Regions from separate parts of the Mus musculus genome. Here regions 2, 3 and 4 are each linked to region 1. The links are chromatin contacts, called in public ChIA-PET and HiChIP or PLAC-seq maps. All regions are on one chromosome and are shown on one strand. The core of a region is the stretch at or near the end of the contact, and the rest is flanking DNA. Distances in the headings are between cores, read along the strand shown.

What was found. ChIA-PET counts read pairs in DNA pulled down with a chosen protein or histone mark. HiChIP or PLAC-seq counts read pairs in DNA pulled down with a chosen protein or histone mark.
Region 2: an H3K27ac HiChIP or PLAC-seq map of bone marrow-derived dendritic cells shows a contact between it and region 1, with 4 times the contacts expected there. The contact joins the promoter of Ppp4c here to the promoter of Rnf40 in region 1. A contact is called at or near these places in 3 of 39 promoter capture datasets (cranial neural crest, embryonic stem cells and pre-B cells), 3 of 484 Hi-C or Micro-C datasets (embryonic stem cells, muscle stem cells and uterus), 6 of 115 datasets of contacts at active chromatin or transcription factors (bone marrow-derived dendritic cells, bone marrow-derived macrophages, effector CD8 T cells and 3 more) and 2 of 9 other capture datasets (adipose tissue and liver).
Region 3: an RNA polymerase II ChIA-PET map of memory CD8 T cells shows a contact between it and region 1, with 98 read pairs. The contact joins the promoter of Taok2 here to the promoter of Rnf40 in region 1. A contact is called at or near these places in 2 of 39 promoter capture datasets (hematopoietic stem and progenitor cells and liver), 3 of 115 datasets of contacts at active chromatin or transcription factors (bone marrow-derived macrophages, embryonic forebrain and memory CD8 T cells) and 3 of 9 other capture datasets (adipose tissue, liver and pancreatic islet).
Region 4: a contact with region 1 is called in an RNA polymerase II ChIA-PET map of memory CD8 T cells, with 6 read pairs. The contact joins the promoter of 9130023H24Rik here to the promoter of Rnf40 in region 1. A contact is called at or near these places in 5 of 39 promoter capture datasets (erythroid cells, liver, neutrophils and 1 more), 1 of 484 Hi-C or Micro-C datasets (neutrophils), 1 of 115 datasets of contacts at active chromatin or transcription factors (memory CD8 T cells) and 1 of 9 other capture datasets (liver).

What each region holds. Positions count from the first base shown.
Region 1 is chr7:127,587,294-127,590,326 of GRCm38.p6, reverse strand. Rnf40 (ring finger protein 40) reads right to left here and starts at 1,629. Exons shown (of 20, transcript NM_172281.2): 1 at 1,516-1,629; 2 at 1,199-1,402; 3 at 648-815; 4 at 429-570. The coding sequence starts at 1,330. Ccdc189 (coiled-coil domain containing 189) reads left to right here and starts at 1,732. Exons shown (of 9, transcript NM_001033040.3): 1 at 1,732-2,450; 2 at 2,732-2,763. The coding sequence starts at 2,238.
Region 2 is chr7:126,791,045-126,794,077 of GRCm38.p6, reverse strand. Ppp4c (protein phosphatase 4, catalytic subunit) reads left to right here and starts at 1,531. Exons shown (of 9, transcript NM_019674.4): 1 at 1,531-1,655; 2 at 1,855-2,017. The coding sequence starts at 1,920.
Region 3 is chr7:126,883,420-126,886,452 of GRCm38.p6, reverse strand. Taok2 (TAO kinase 2) reads left to right here and starts at 1,486. Exons shown (of 16, transcript NM_001163775.2): 1 at 1,486-2,547. Tmem219 (transmembrane protein 219) reads left to right here. Exons shown (of 6, transcript NM_026827.1): 6 at 138-234.
Region 4 is chr7:128,236,532-128,239,564 of GRCm38.p6, reverse strand. It overlaps 9130023H24Rik (RIKEN cDNA 9130023H24 gene), which reads left to right and starts at 1,534. Exons shown (of 1, transcript NM_177001.3): 1 at 1,534-3,033. The coding sequence starts at 2,146. It overlaps Armc5 (armadillo repeat containing 5), which reads right to left and starts at 2,208. Exons shown (of 6, transcript NM_146205.2): 1 at 976-2,208. The coding sequence starts at 1,438.

The DNA of each region.
Region 1 (3,033 bases), core at 380-2,879:
CAGCCAACATTACACAGAGAAACCCTGTCTTGAAAAACCAAAATAAATGAATTAATTGATAAACAGAAAGACTTCTGCTTCTACTTTTCAGAAGGCTGGGATTATGAAAATCCAATTAGATTCTAAAACTTTGTTCATTCCATTAAAAAAGAATATTAAAAAAACCAAAAAAAAAAAAAAAAACAAAAAACCCATGTTTTTAAGACAGAGTCTCACGATGGGCGTGGTGGCACACGCCTTTAATCCCAGCACTCGGGAGGCAGAGGCAGGCAAATTTCTGAGTTTGAAGCCAGCCTGGTCTACAAAGTGAGTTCCAGGACAGCAACTTCTGCTTCCCAAGTGCCGGGCATTTCGGTAGCCCCACATCAAAGTCACCTCCTCCTCAAAACCTTTCTGAGAACATAAGCTCCCCAGGGCCCTGGTCCTACCCCTCAGATCTGATGTCCCTGGGTCTGGTCGAGGGATCACATCACGGGTCAGGCCCTCTTGGCACCCAGGCACCTCTGTCCCTGAAGACAGTTCCCTCTGGTTCTCGTAGCACTGGAGGAGGGCTTCTACAGTTTCATCCAGCTGAAAGAAGAAAGAACAAGAGGTTAGGAATGCCTCAGGGCTTCTCCCAGTAGGACGCTCGCTCTTCAGGCATCCACCTGGGCCCAGTAGCGGTTGACGATGAGGAGTGTGGCATCATCAGTGGCCTGCCTCTTCTCCAATTTCTCAATTCTCTCCCGGAGCTCATCCTCGCAGGCTTGCCGCTGCTCCAACCGCTCCGCCAGCTTCTTGTTCTTGAACTGCAGTACCTTGGAATCCATCTCCTCCTACCAGAAGGGAAGAGGCAGAGTGTCGGGCAGGACCCTGAACCATCACTGACACACAATAGGACAAGGATTAGACTGAAAGGGGAGAGGTATATAGCAAGGCTCAGACACTTGCAAAGAGAATATGCTAGTCATGAGAGCTTCACATTCCGTTCCTGCCCCTACCTGTTTCCAACTCAGACACATCACACAGGACTTACGGGAACATATGTGCGCATAAGTAAAAGGCCAGAAGGGACTCCGTAAAGTTGTTCTCTGATCACATTCACGCCGTTGGCACACCCACCCTCACCACCCGGTTTGTGTATATACACACGAGCACACACAAGATTCCAAACACTTTGGGCGCAGGCCAAATGTGACTTTCGCAAAAGCCCACCAACCGTGGAAGAAATGCCGCCGAGACGAATGGGTTCGATTAGAGTGGTCGTGGTCTTCTCCTCGCGGTTCATCTTCTTCTCTGGGGGTCCTGAGCCCCCGTCGCCGGCGGCGCGCTTGTTGCTGAGGCCAGACATAGCGGCGGTGGCGGAGGGGCAACTCAGGGCTCTCCGGGGCTGGCAGGCGGGTGGAGGCGGCACTTCCGTCACCTGCAGAAAACAGAGAGCTGAGCTGTGGATGCGTCTGGAGCTCCGCAGTCCTGAGCGTCCCCCTGGACATATCTCCCGGACCCCGCCCCCGCCGGACGGGGGTCCGCACTTACCGTAGGGTCAGCCAAGCGCCACCATCTTGGATTTCACCGGACGTCACCGGCCGCCAGACGCACAGCGCAGGCGTCAGAGCCGCTCCGGATGTGGCGAAACTTATTTCCTGTTTCTATTGGTAGCTCTTGGTTCCTCCTCTCGAGTCTTTTAGTCCCACCCCTCCAACCCCGCGACGGACTGTATTTCTCTTAATGATTGGCCAGCAGGCGGTTCCCATAGTTACTGACCCCGCAGTTGCACTAGGAGATGGAGGGGTGGAGCCTTTGCTGCTGTTCGGGGTACTCGGTACACGACCCCTTGTAACTCCAGATCCAGAGGATCCGTCATCCTCTCCTGGCCTCCGCGGAGCCCTCCCGAACATCCTGTACATATGTGCGCACACGCACGCACAAACACAATCTTTTAAAGATTTAAATTAAATCTTTAAAAAGACCGACCCTCAAAAGCACCCTTACAAGCAACTTCTAAGAGGCACGTGCAACTCGTTACGCATGCGCTCTATCTTTTCAATGATTGGCGTGGGCTTGTACTTTCTACTTTCCTTAACAACGGTCACCGGGGAGACAAGTTGGGAAGACGCCCTCTGCGGATTGGCTGCCTCTCGCTTCACCGCCTCTGAAGAAACACTAGAAGGGGCAGGACCGGGCTTTGCAGTGGGAGAGCTGGCTGTCCCAGAGCCCAGGCTGGAGAGCCCTTGACTGAGGCTAAGAAGGACGAAGAGATGATTACCCCCAGTTCCAGCCAGAGCCTGGGAATGAAGGTGCAGATGGAGTCGGAACAATCTCCCAAATTGCAGGAGGAACTGGACAGGAGTCCCAGCTCGGTGGACGGCTCGGCCATAAGGAACGGAACAGACATGCAGACCGAGTCGCCCGCAGAAGCCACTAGTAGCCCTGTGGAAGTGGCTGAAGATCCTGGAGCCAACTTGTTCCCGGTGAGGGCGGGACAGAGTTGTCCTCTAGTGAATACTTAGGTTTCCCAAAAAAGGTGCCGCCAGTCATTACGTTTATCAACATTAGGGAATTTCCTGGAGTTGCTTTGATTGTAAATAGGCTGCTAAATAGTATTTCGAGCCCACCGAAGCCCGGTTTTACCTATTTTGCTATAGTTAAAATTATAGCACACTCAGACCTGCTAGAAATTCATGAGGTACTAGGGACTAGGGGATACATACTGTCGTATCTATTTGTCCCATAATCTGTCTTCTCTCCGCAGCCACCACTACCCCAGCCCCGGATCTGTATGTGGTGAGTGTGGAGAGCCCAGGGGAAAAGTTACACTTCTCATTTGTATTACTCCTGTAAGGTGTCCTCAACAGTCCTGTCCAGCCAGGGCTCTCCAGTTTTACAAAGATGAGACTGAGAAGTGCTCAAGGTAACGAGTCACCAGCGTGCCAGGTGCCTCAGTGTAAAGTGGCGGTGTGAGAAGGGAGGCAAAGGCAGGAATGTACACAGCTGCAATGATGGAGCACTGTGCACACCGATGCCAAGGCCCAGGGGACTTCATCAAGGTCACAC
Region 2 (3,033 bases), core at 282-2,781, 800 kb after region 1:
TACTTGTAGCCTTGCTCTCTAGAATTCTGTAGCCCACACTGGCCTTGAACTCTCAAGATCTGCTTTCCAAGTACTGGGATGAAAGGCATGTGCTATTCTCCTAGCTTCTATGAGGCGATCCTTTTTATTTTATATACATTGGTATTTTAACTGAAATGTGTGTATGTGTGAGTGTTGGATCCTCTGGAACAGTTGTGAGCAGCCATGTGGGTGCTGGGAATTGAACCCAGGTGGTTGGCAGGCTGGAAGAGCAGTCAGTGTTAACCACTGAGCCATCTCCCCACCCTCTATAAGAAAATCTTAAGGCACATAAAAATTGTTCAAAATTGAGAGGGACAATAGAATACTGAAAAAGAGGGAGTATGGTGTGCAGAAGATCAATAACCTGCTCTGCCTACAGCAAAAGGCAAAGAGAAAGGAGGCAGACTGCATGCACTGCGAATTTGGGGAGCTCCAGGGGCTGGCTTAGTGTTTGTGTTGCTTTGAGTTTCAGCAAATGAAAGGTGAAAGCCAGACCTGAAAACCACTTTTTTCTGGATTAATTTTTGTTTTTTGCTTTTTGAGGCAGGGTTTCTCTGTATAGCCCTGGCTGTCCTGGAACTCACTTTGTAGACCAGGCTGGCCTCGAACTCCCAAATCTGCCTGCCTCTGCCTCCTGAGTGCTGGGATTAAAGGCGTGCACCACCAAGTACAGCTATGGATTCATATTTGAGCTTTGATTGAAACTCCAGACTTTCAGCATTCAACTGTGATCAAGCTAGCCTCCAAACCCATTGCCACCTTCAAGGAATATGTTCAGGCAATAAGAAGCATTGTTGGGTGTGGTTGATTAATATCTGGGCTGAGATTCGCTGTGAAATCTGGGCTATTCTAAGCTACAGTGCAACCCTGTCAAGAAAAAAAGTGAACTATTTTGGAAAAGCTTGGTGTCCAGAGAGTGGACACTTAAAAAATTTTTTTTCAATTAGATTTAAGCCTCCGTGTTTTCTCTCATCACCATATGGGTTCTGGGGATCCAAATCAGGTCAGTAGGTTTGGTGACAAGTTCTTTTATCAGATATGCTATCTTCGTGAGGTGACCGCCCCCCGCCAAGTGTTTGCTCTGTAGCTTTGACAGCCTAGTATCCACGATCAGCCTTAGCCTCCTGAGTTCTGGGATTACAAATAGGCCACTATGTCTGGCCCAGGTTCGGAGCTCCTCCATGGGACCGTGGCAAGAAATGTGGACCAGGATAGGCTCTTTCATTGAACAATTATTTATGCATATCTGCAATACTTGGCCTTATTCTAAACACCGGAGAGGCAATGATGAACAAGGCAGTTTTATCCGTGAGATCTGTAATAGAAGCAGCCCAGGGAATAATGTAATGTGAGATGAGAAGCCTACCGCGGCTCGCCTCACCAGGCATACACAAGTACACCAGGCGCACTGCTGTATTTGCCTCCAACCAACTTCGCCCGCCCACTTCCGGCTACTTCTCTTCTCCTTCCCGGTGCCTCAGCGAGGCGTGGCTCGTGTGCGTCACTTCCGGCGCGCGAGAGCACTGGTTTCCCTTTGCTTCCGCGGCGAGGCCGGAAGTAGAAGCGGCGGTGGCGGAGGCCCAAAGCGGAGGGAAGTGGGGAGTCGAAGAGACTCAGCCGGAGTCTCCGCGGCGGTAATTGTCCGAGGCCCCTCTAGGCCACCGTCCTTAGCGCGGGCCCGCGGGGTTCGACGGGAGTTGGCGGGGTGCGGCCAGGGCAGCGGGACGCGGAGGGTCCTGGGCCGCCGTGAGGGGAGGGGGGGGCGGTCCCAGAATCGAGTCCCCCCTCCCGCACGGACCCTCTGATTGGCGGGCTCGCCTTCCCTTTTCCCAGGAGACCCCTGTGCGGTCCGGAGGGGGCGGCGGCCCCGACTCTGACCCGCGCCGGGGGGGTGGGCCATGGCGGAGATCAGCGACCTGGACCGGCAGATCGAGCAGCTACGGCGCTGCGAGCTGATCAAAGAGAGCGAAGTCAAGGCCCTGTGCGCCAAGGCCAGGTGAGCCCGCGGAAGGGACTCCAGCCGGTCGCCCCGGGGGTCTCGGCCGGGCAAACTCCGCCGAGAACTTAGGGCTTGCCCAAGCCCGGAAACGTCGCCAGAGAGAGGTCCGGAGAGCCACTTCTCCCCAGGAACCACGGGGCGGCTGTGTATGGGTTTCTAGTGGAGTAAGAGCGAGTGGCAGGAAGTTCTAGGGAACTCAGGGAAAATGGCTTGCCCTGCTGGGGTGAAAGTTTCTTGGAGGGGCTGAGTTCTCGGACAGATTCTTAAAGAGTGAGGAGATGGTTCAAGGCAAGAAAACAAAACGTGATTTGCGAAAGCCTCTCAATCCCGTCAGTCCTTAAAAGAGAAAATGACTTTGTGTCTAGTTTAACAAACAAGGACTCCAATTGTTCAAAATTACCAGCAAGGAAGGAATGGAATCTGAAGCCAGATCTTGTGAATACGGATCCTTTTAGTTATGATTCTGGAAGACGGAGTTGAGCCACCTTCGTGTTCCATTACGATCCTAAGAAAAACAATAAATAGGTCACACTAGAAGAGTTTCAGACTAGCTCATTTTACTGAGTTGAGGTCTTTTCAAAAAAGGAAGAGTTTTTGAAAAAACTCACAGCTTCAACACAATTTTTTTTAAAGATTTATTTATTATTTTTATGTAAGTAAACTGTAGCTGTCCTCAGACACACCAGAAGAGGGCATCAGATATCATTACAGATGGTTGTGAGCCACCATGTGGTTGCTGGGATTTGAACTCAGAACCTTCAGAAGAGCAGTCGGTGCTGTTAACCATTGAGCTATCTCCAGCCCCTCTCAACAGCCCCTCCCAAGCCCTTGGGATGCCAAGAAAGGAGAATGAGGGGTTTAGGGTCATCCTAAGCTAGGTCAAGGCCACAACATGAGAGCTAAGCATGATATGGATATGGAGAGAGGCAGAGTTCTCTGGGAAGTAGAAGGAAATTGTAAGTCAGGATCCCAGTTTGGGGTGCAGTGACTGTGGATTTGAGTCTGAGCTCTGC
Region 3 (3,033 bases), core at 237-2,736, 700 kb after region 1:
CCTAGAGTTCCAAGGCTACCCCAGTGGGATTGAGTGCCAGAACCTATCCCTAGATGTCGCTTCCTCTGATTTTTGAATCCTTGCAGAAATTCATCCAGGGGTTTTCTTACCTGTCCTGTTTTCTTCCTTTTCTCCAGGTACAGGTCAAGTTCTTGGGGCCCACTTCTGAGTTTAGAAGACCTATTACAAAAAGTGAAGAACTAGACTGTGGGAAAATAAATGGCTTTTGACTACTATTGTGTAAGGTACTTACTGGGGATTGGATTAAAGTAAATACTGGGGACTTTTCCTTGTTGACGTAAAAGAATTTTTTTGTTTTGTTTTTCGAGACAGTTTCTCTATGTATCCCTGGCTGTTCTGGAACTTACTTTGCAGACCAAGCTGGCCTAGAACTCAGAGATCCTCCTGCCTTTGCCTCCTAAGTGCTGGGATGAAAGGCACATGCCACCACTCCATGGGGGCTTTTCTTTCTTATTGGGTGTGCTCATGCCATGGCCCGTGCATGGGGGTCCCAGAGCAGTTGTGCTCTCTTCCTCAACCCTTGCATGGGTTCAGGGGATAGAACACAGGTTACCAGCCTTTTCTCAGCAAGCACATACTTAGTCATTTTGCTCCTGTCCAATTTTGTGGCACTGTGGGTTGAATGTAGAGCCTCGCCTACACTAGGCAGGCAAGCACTCTACCACTGAACAGGCTCCCCAGCCTTGTTTTGTCACGTCTCACTATAGAGCCCTAGCTGGCTTCAAATTCAGAGATCTGCCTGCCTCTACCTCTCAAGTTGCTGGGATGAAAAGCCTGGGCCCCCTGGCCTGGAACTCAAAATCTTTGGATGTCACCCTCTCTAGTTTCCTGATGATTAGCGTCTTGTTACCCTTGTTGACCTTAGTTTGAAATACAAGTTGGCATAGGTCACTTAAAACTGTGGCCGTGTTGGTGGATTTGCTTTGGAAAATATTTGTGGTTTTTTGTTCTTTGTTTGTTTGTGTGTCTGTTTGTTTTTTGTTTTTGATACTGGAACTCCATTAGGTTACATACCCTGCAGAACTGGTATCCTCCTGCCTCAGCCTCAGCTTGCTGAGTGCTGGAATTGTAAGCATTAATCTAGCACTATATACTCTTTAGACACACTGTGAACACAACTGTGCTACTTTGTCATTTGTTTTCTTCCATGAACTTAAATTGATGTTCTGTGTATGAAATGCTTAATGCGTTTTGGCAAGTTATACAATCCTACTGGACCTCAATTTTCCAGTAGGGATTTGACCCATTGGGTTTTCCGAACTTTGGCACATCGTTCTCGCACTTGGGAGCTCAGGTTTAGTTTAGATACTTGTGAACATAATAATGGTCCGGTTTCCCGCCTTTCCGGCGCCCAGCTGCCAGCAGCCTTGCTTTACTCCTTTCAGCCTTTACCCTGCACGCAGGCGCAGACCACAGCTTTCCTTCCTAGAGCACCCCCTCAGAGCTTCCCCTAGCAACAGGCTCAGTCGCAGCGCGAAAGCGTGGCGGGCGCATGCGCCACAGCTCTCTCCACCAGCAGTCCTTGGACCGCGCGCTTGGGCTCCACCCCAAGCAAGCCAAGCCTTTCTCCTCTCCTCTTCCCACCAAGGATCCGCGTGGCGGGGCGCGCGCGCACTTGGGCTCGAAGGCAGCTTGTCGTCTGGGCCGCGGCGGCTACTGGCGAGGGGCGGGGCTATTTCCTTTGGGGCCCCACCCCTTTGGCCCGGCGTGCATACCGCGCCTGCGCGCTCCCGCCCGGTCTCCATCTTGGAATTGGGAGGAAGAGAGAGAGGGAGAGAGAGGGAGGCCGGGACGAGAGCAGGGCTGTGGTGCGGTGAGAAGCTGAGACGAAAAGGAAAGGGAGTGAGGCACAGGGACCATCAGCAGCGCCTCCGCTACAGTCCTTCAGCTGTTCCGGAGAGAGAGGACGGGAAAGGGAGTAGGCCAGGGCTGGAGTAGGGGCTGTCACTCTCGGACCCCAGCCTTAGAGGGGCCGTGCAGCCGGGCGTCCTCGGGGTGGGCCCCTTGTCGTGGCCGAAGACCTGGGGCTCAGGCCCCTGGGTCCCAAATTTTGGGGCTTGGTCCCTTGTTTCTCAGATACCCAGGTATCAAACCCTCGTATATCAGATATCTGGGACCCAAAGTCCCAACCTTTACAAACCTGGGTCTCTGTTTTATAGAATTTAAAATACCTGGGATTCAGGACCCTGTGTGCACCAATATCCGGGGTTCATCCTCCAAGCGATCAGATATCGGACTCATTTTTAGCCCTTGCAAATATACGGGGCTCAGACCCCACAATCGGAAATCCGGGATTCAGCAACTGTCGCCCTCGAGTTGGGGGAGGACTGGACCGCGAGGTCAGATCAGGTTGTCACCCCCTCCCCTCCAGGGGAGGCTTCCCGGGCCCGCCCCTCAGGAAGGGCGAAAGCTGAGGAAGAGGTGGCGAGGGGGAAGGTCTCCTTGCCCCTCTCCCTGCTTGTCAGAGCAACTGGAGTACCCCAGGCGGAAGCGGAGGCGCTGGGGCACCATAGTGACCCCTACCAGGTGAGAGACATGGGTGTATGGGCATGAGCCCCTCTGGTCAGCTCCATGCCGAGAAGCTGGGGCTGGGTAGGCCCTCTCCTCAGGATAGGGATTCCTGTTGGGCCCATGGTCAGTCTCTGGCCAGCCCAGTCTGCTTCTGTTGCTACCTCTTCTCCCTTTCTCTTGCCTTCATTGTGTCTGGTTGAAGGGGTACTCTCAGGTGACAGGGCCTGTCTTGTCACCAAGGGTCACGCCCTAGGATGCTTAGCCAATCAAATGGCTTTCCACCTTTCTAGTCTTTATTAATTTTGCCCTCACAACCACCTCTTCATGATTTTATTATACTCTTTTTTTTTTTTTTTCCCCAAGACTGCTCTAGGGTGTTGATTCCCATGTAGGTGGACTGGCTTATTTATTTATTTAGATTGAGACAGCCTTTCTGTAGCCCTGGGTGGTCGATCTGGCCCTGGAGTCCAGTCTTTAACCTCTTTACAGTTTTGACTACAG
Region 4 (3,033 bases), core at 285-2,784, 650 kb before region 1:
GTCTGTGCTATGATTTCACAAAGCCCCTCAAATGCCTGTCCAAGGAGTCAAAATATAAATGTGAAGGCCACAGAAGCCACCAAAGGGCTTTAAGGGGAATGACAAGATACACTCCGGCAACTGCGGTGGGAGGGTATTACCAGAGAAAGGAATATGTCAGGAAGAGCGGCTGAAGTGGTCATGTAGTCCAGGTAACTTGGCTTGAACCAAGTTAACTTTTATCCCTGCCAATCAAAAGGCAATACGGCCCAGCACAGCAGGCAAGGTTAGAGAGAACTTGGCATTCCATCAAGCCTACTGTCAAACACATTACTTGCAATCTATGCAAGTTTAAATATAAAAATGCTTCACTTTAAAAATTAAGATTTTTGTCAAAATTGAGATACAGGACAGGCAATGATGCAACTTTGTTCCCATCATCACCATAAGGAGGCGCCAAATCACCCGGTACACAGAAAGGCTGATCCTCTGCTGGAATTTGTTTCCTGTGTTTAAGTACCCACTTATGCTTGGAGTCTGGGCACTGTACATTTGAATTTCATTTTCTACTCAACTTCAATCCTGTCGGGTAGCTATTGTTATTACACAAAGAATTCTTGCTTTGGAGGGGTTGGGTGATTTGCTTGGTATGTCTGACTTTTAAACTCACTTTCTAACTTTTAAAACTACACTTTCTGGCCTCCTGCTCTTCCATGTGAAGCCTTGCACAGGGACGGGTACTGTCCCCGAGAAGCACCAAAAACAAAGTATAAGCCACTTGCTCAAAAGTGAGGCAGGAGTCAGTATCTACTTCTGGTCTGGGCAGGTCCAGGTCTAATTTATGGAGAGAGCAGTGACGTCACATAGCATCACACCTGAGGAGATGAGTGGCGCTGCACCATCACAAAGCATGTACTCAGAGGCCTGGCATAATGGAAGGGCAGCGCAGATACTGTGGGTTGGAACCTTTCTAAGAAATGGGGGCGGAGCACTTACCCAAAGGGAGAATGCCTCCAAGTCTCCGCACTTCGGCCCGGCACGCCCCTTCTGTACAGCAGTTGGCTAGAATGCTGAGCGCCAAATCCAGCGTCTTGCGCAGGCGCATTGGCAACGAAGGCGTCAAGAGCGACTCGGCAGCGGGGGCGTGGCCAGGGGTAGAACCAGCTGACGCAACCGACGAAGGGGCGGAGCCAGAGGCTGCTTGGGACGGGGCGGGGCCCGCAGCAGCCGTTCGGCGGAGCAGGGCGAGAAGGGGGCGGAGCCCGCCGCGTGCCCGGAAGCGCTCAATCCCCTCTGCCGCCTTGATGTGGCGCGTGCGAAGAGCTAAGAGCGCGCGGCCCAGGGGTGTCTCGTTGGTAGCTGGGTCCTTTCCCCCACCTGGCCCCTCCCCGGCCGCCGCCGTGAGCTGCGCGAGGCAAAACGAGAGCGAGTCCGTAAGGGCCGGTCTCGCAGCCGCCATCTTGGCCCGGGCCTCAGGCTCCGCCCCGCGTCTCGCCGGTACTCTGAGAGAGCGGAACTGGAAGAGGGGGGCGTGGCCAGGCTGCTCCTCGGAATAGCGCCGCCGCAGTTATCTTGCGAGTCGGAAGTTCAAGTTCTAGATTCTGGAACTCCGGTACTTGCACAGTCGCAGAAGACATGGCGAGAATGGTATTTATCTGTGGGAAAGTAAGAGGCGCGTGCGGTGCATGCTGGGATATGTAGTCGGCGCCAAGCTTAGTGCAGTTTAAGTGGGTGAGAAACTCCTCCCGGGGCCGAAGAGTGAACTGTTGCTCCTAGGATCAGACGCCCCGCGGTGGAGTCTTAGTGCTGTCCTGTGCTCCCCAACGTGACTTAGCCACTTCGCTCCCGGTACGTCCTTGTCGGCGACGTTCAGACTTGATTGGCAACCCTCAAAGCGCGGTGATCAATGGCTCCGAAAGCCGGACTGACAGACTCGCAGAACCCCAAGCCGTTTCAAAAGTGCTAAGTTCCCGACAGAAAGGTCTCGCCAAGCGAATGAAAGAGTTAAACCTACCGGGAAAGTTCGCTGCCACTTCCTAGAGTCTCTCGGGCTTGGGGACCTTTCCGTTTCCGGTACCGGCCTCCAAGCCTCCAGTGCCCCGTTCTCCAACTGTGCTGATGAGTTAAACGGGTGGCATTTAGGAAACCGAGCGCTTTTCGGCCGCAATGGAACTTGCGGCTCCAGAAGTGACCAGGGAGAATCTAGATGGGGCTAAGCTGCTGGAGAACCGGACGTCAAAATTCCCGGGAGCCCCCAGGTCGCCCCTGGATCGCGAGACCGCGCTACATGAGCGCCCCCTCCTGGCGCGGCCGGAACAACCAGCCCCCGTGGAAAAAATGCTGGACCAGCAGTACTTATGTAGGTCAGGCTCTGGCCCCAAGGAAGAAACCTTTGTCAAGACCAGTGATCCTGCAGTCCCCAAAGCTTTCAAGTGTAGGGATTGTGGGTTGGCTGTACCCAGTCTCTCTGATCTCATTCACCATCAAAGCAGCCATGGGTGTGACCGCCCTTACAGCTGTCCAGAGTGTGACAAAAGCTTCCGGCGTGGCTCAGATCTGGTTAAGCATTACCGAGTTCACAGTGGTGAAAAACCATACCCCTGCCCAGAATGTGGCCGTTGCTTCAGCCTCAGCTCTAATCTCACTAAACACCGTCGTTCTCACTCAGGTCTCCGGCCGCACAAGTGCATGGAGTGCGGAGAGGCCTTTGGTCGCAGTGCAGACCTAGCAAAACACCAGCGGGTGCACACTGGGGAAAAGCCCTATGCGTGTGCTGAGTGTGGAAAGACTTTCAGGGTTAGCTCCAACCTGATCCAGCACCAGCGAACTCACACTGGTGAGAAACCCTACCGCTGTGGCCTCTGTGGCAAGAGTTTCAGCCTGAGCTCTAACCTTTTACAGCACCAGCGCTGTCACACAGGCGAGAAACCCTACTTCTGTGCCTGGTGCGGAGACAGCTTTGGGCGAAGTTCCTATCTGCTAGAACACCAGCGTTCACACACGGGTGAGAAGCCCTACAATTGCTGTGAGTGTGGCAAGAACTTCACCAACAGC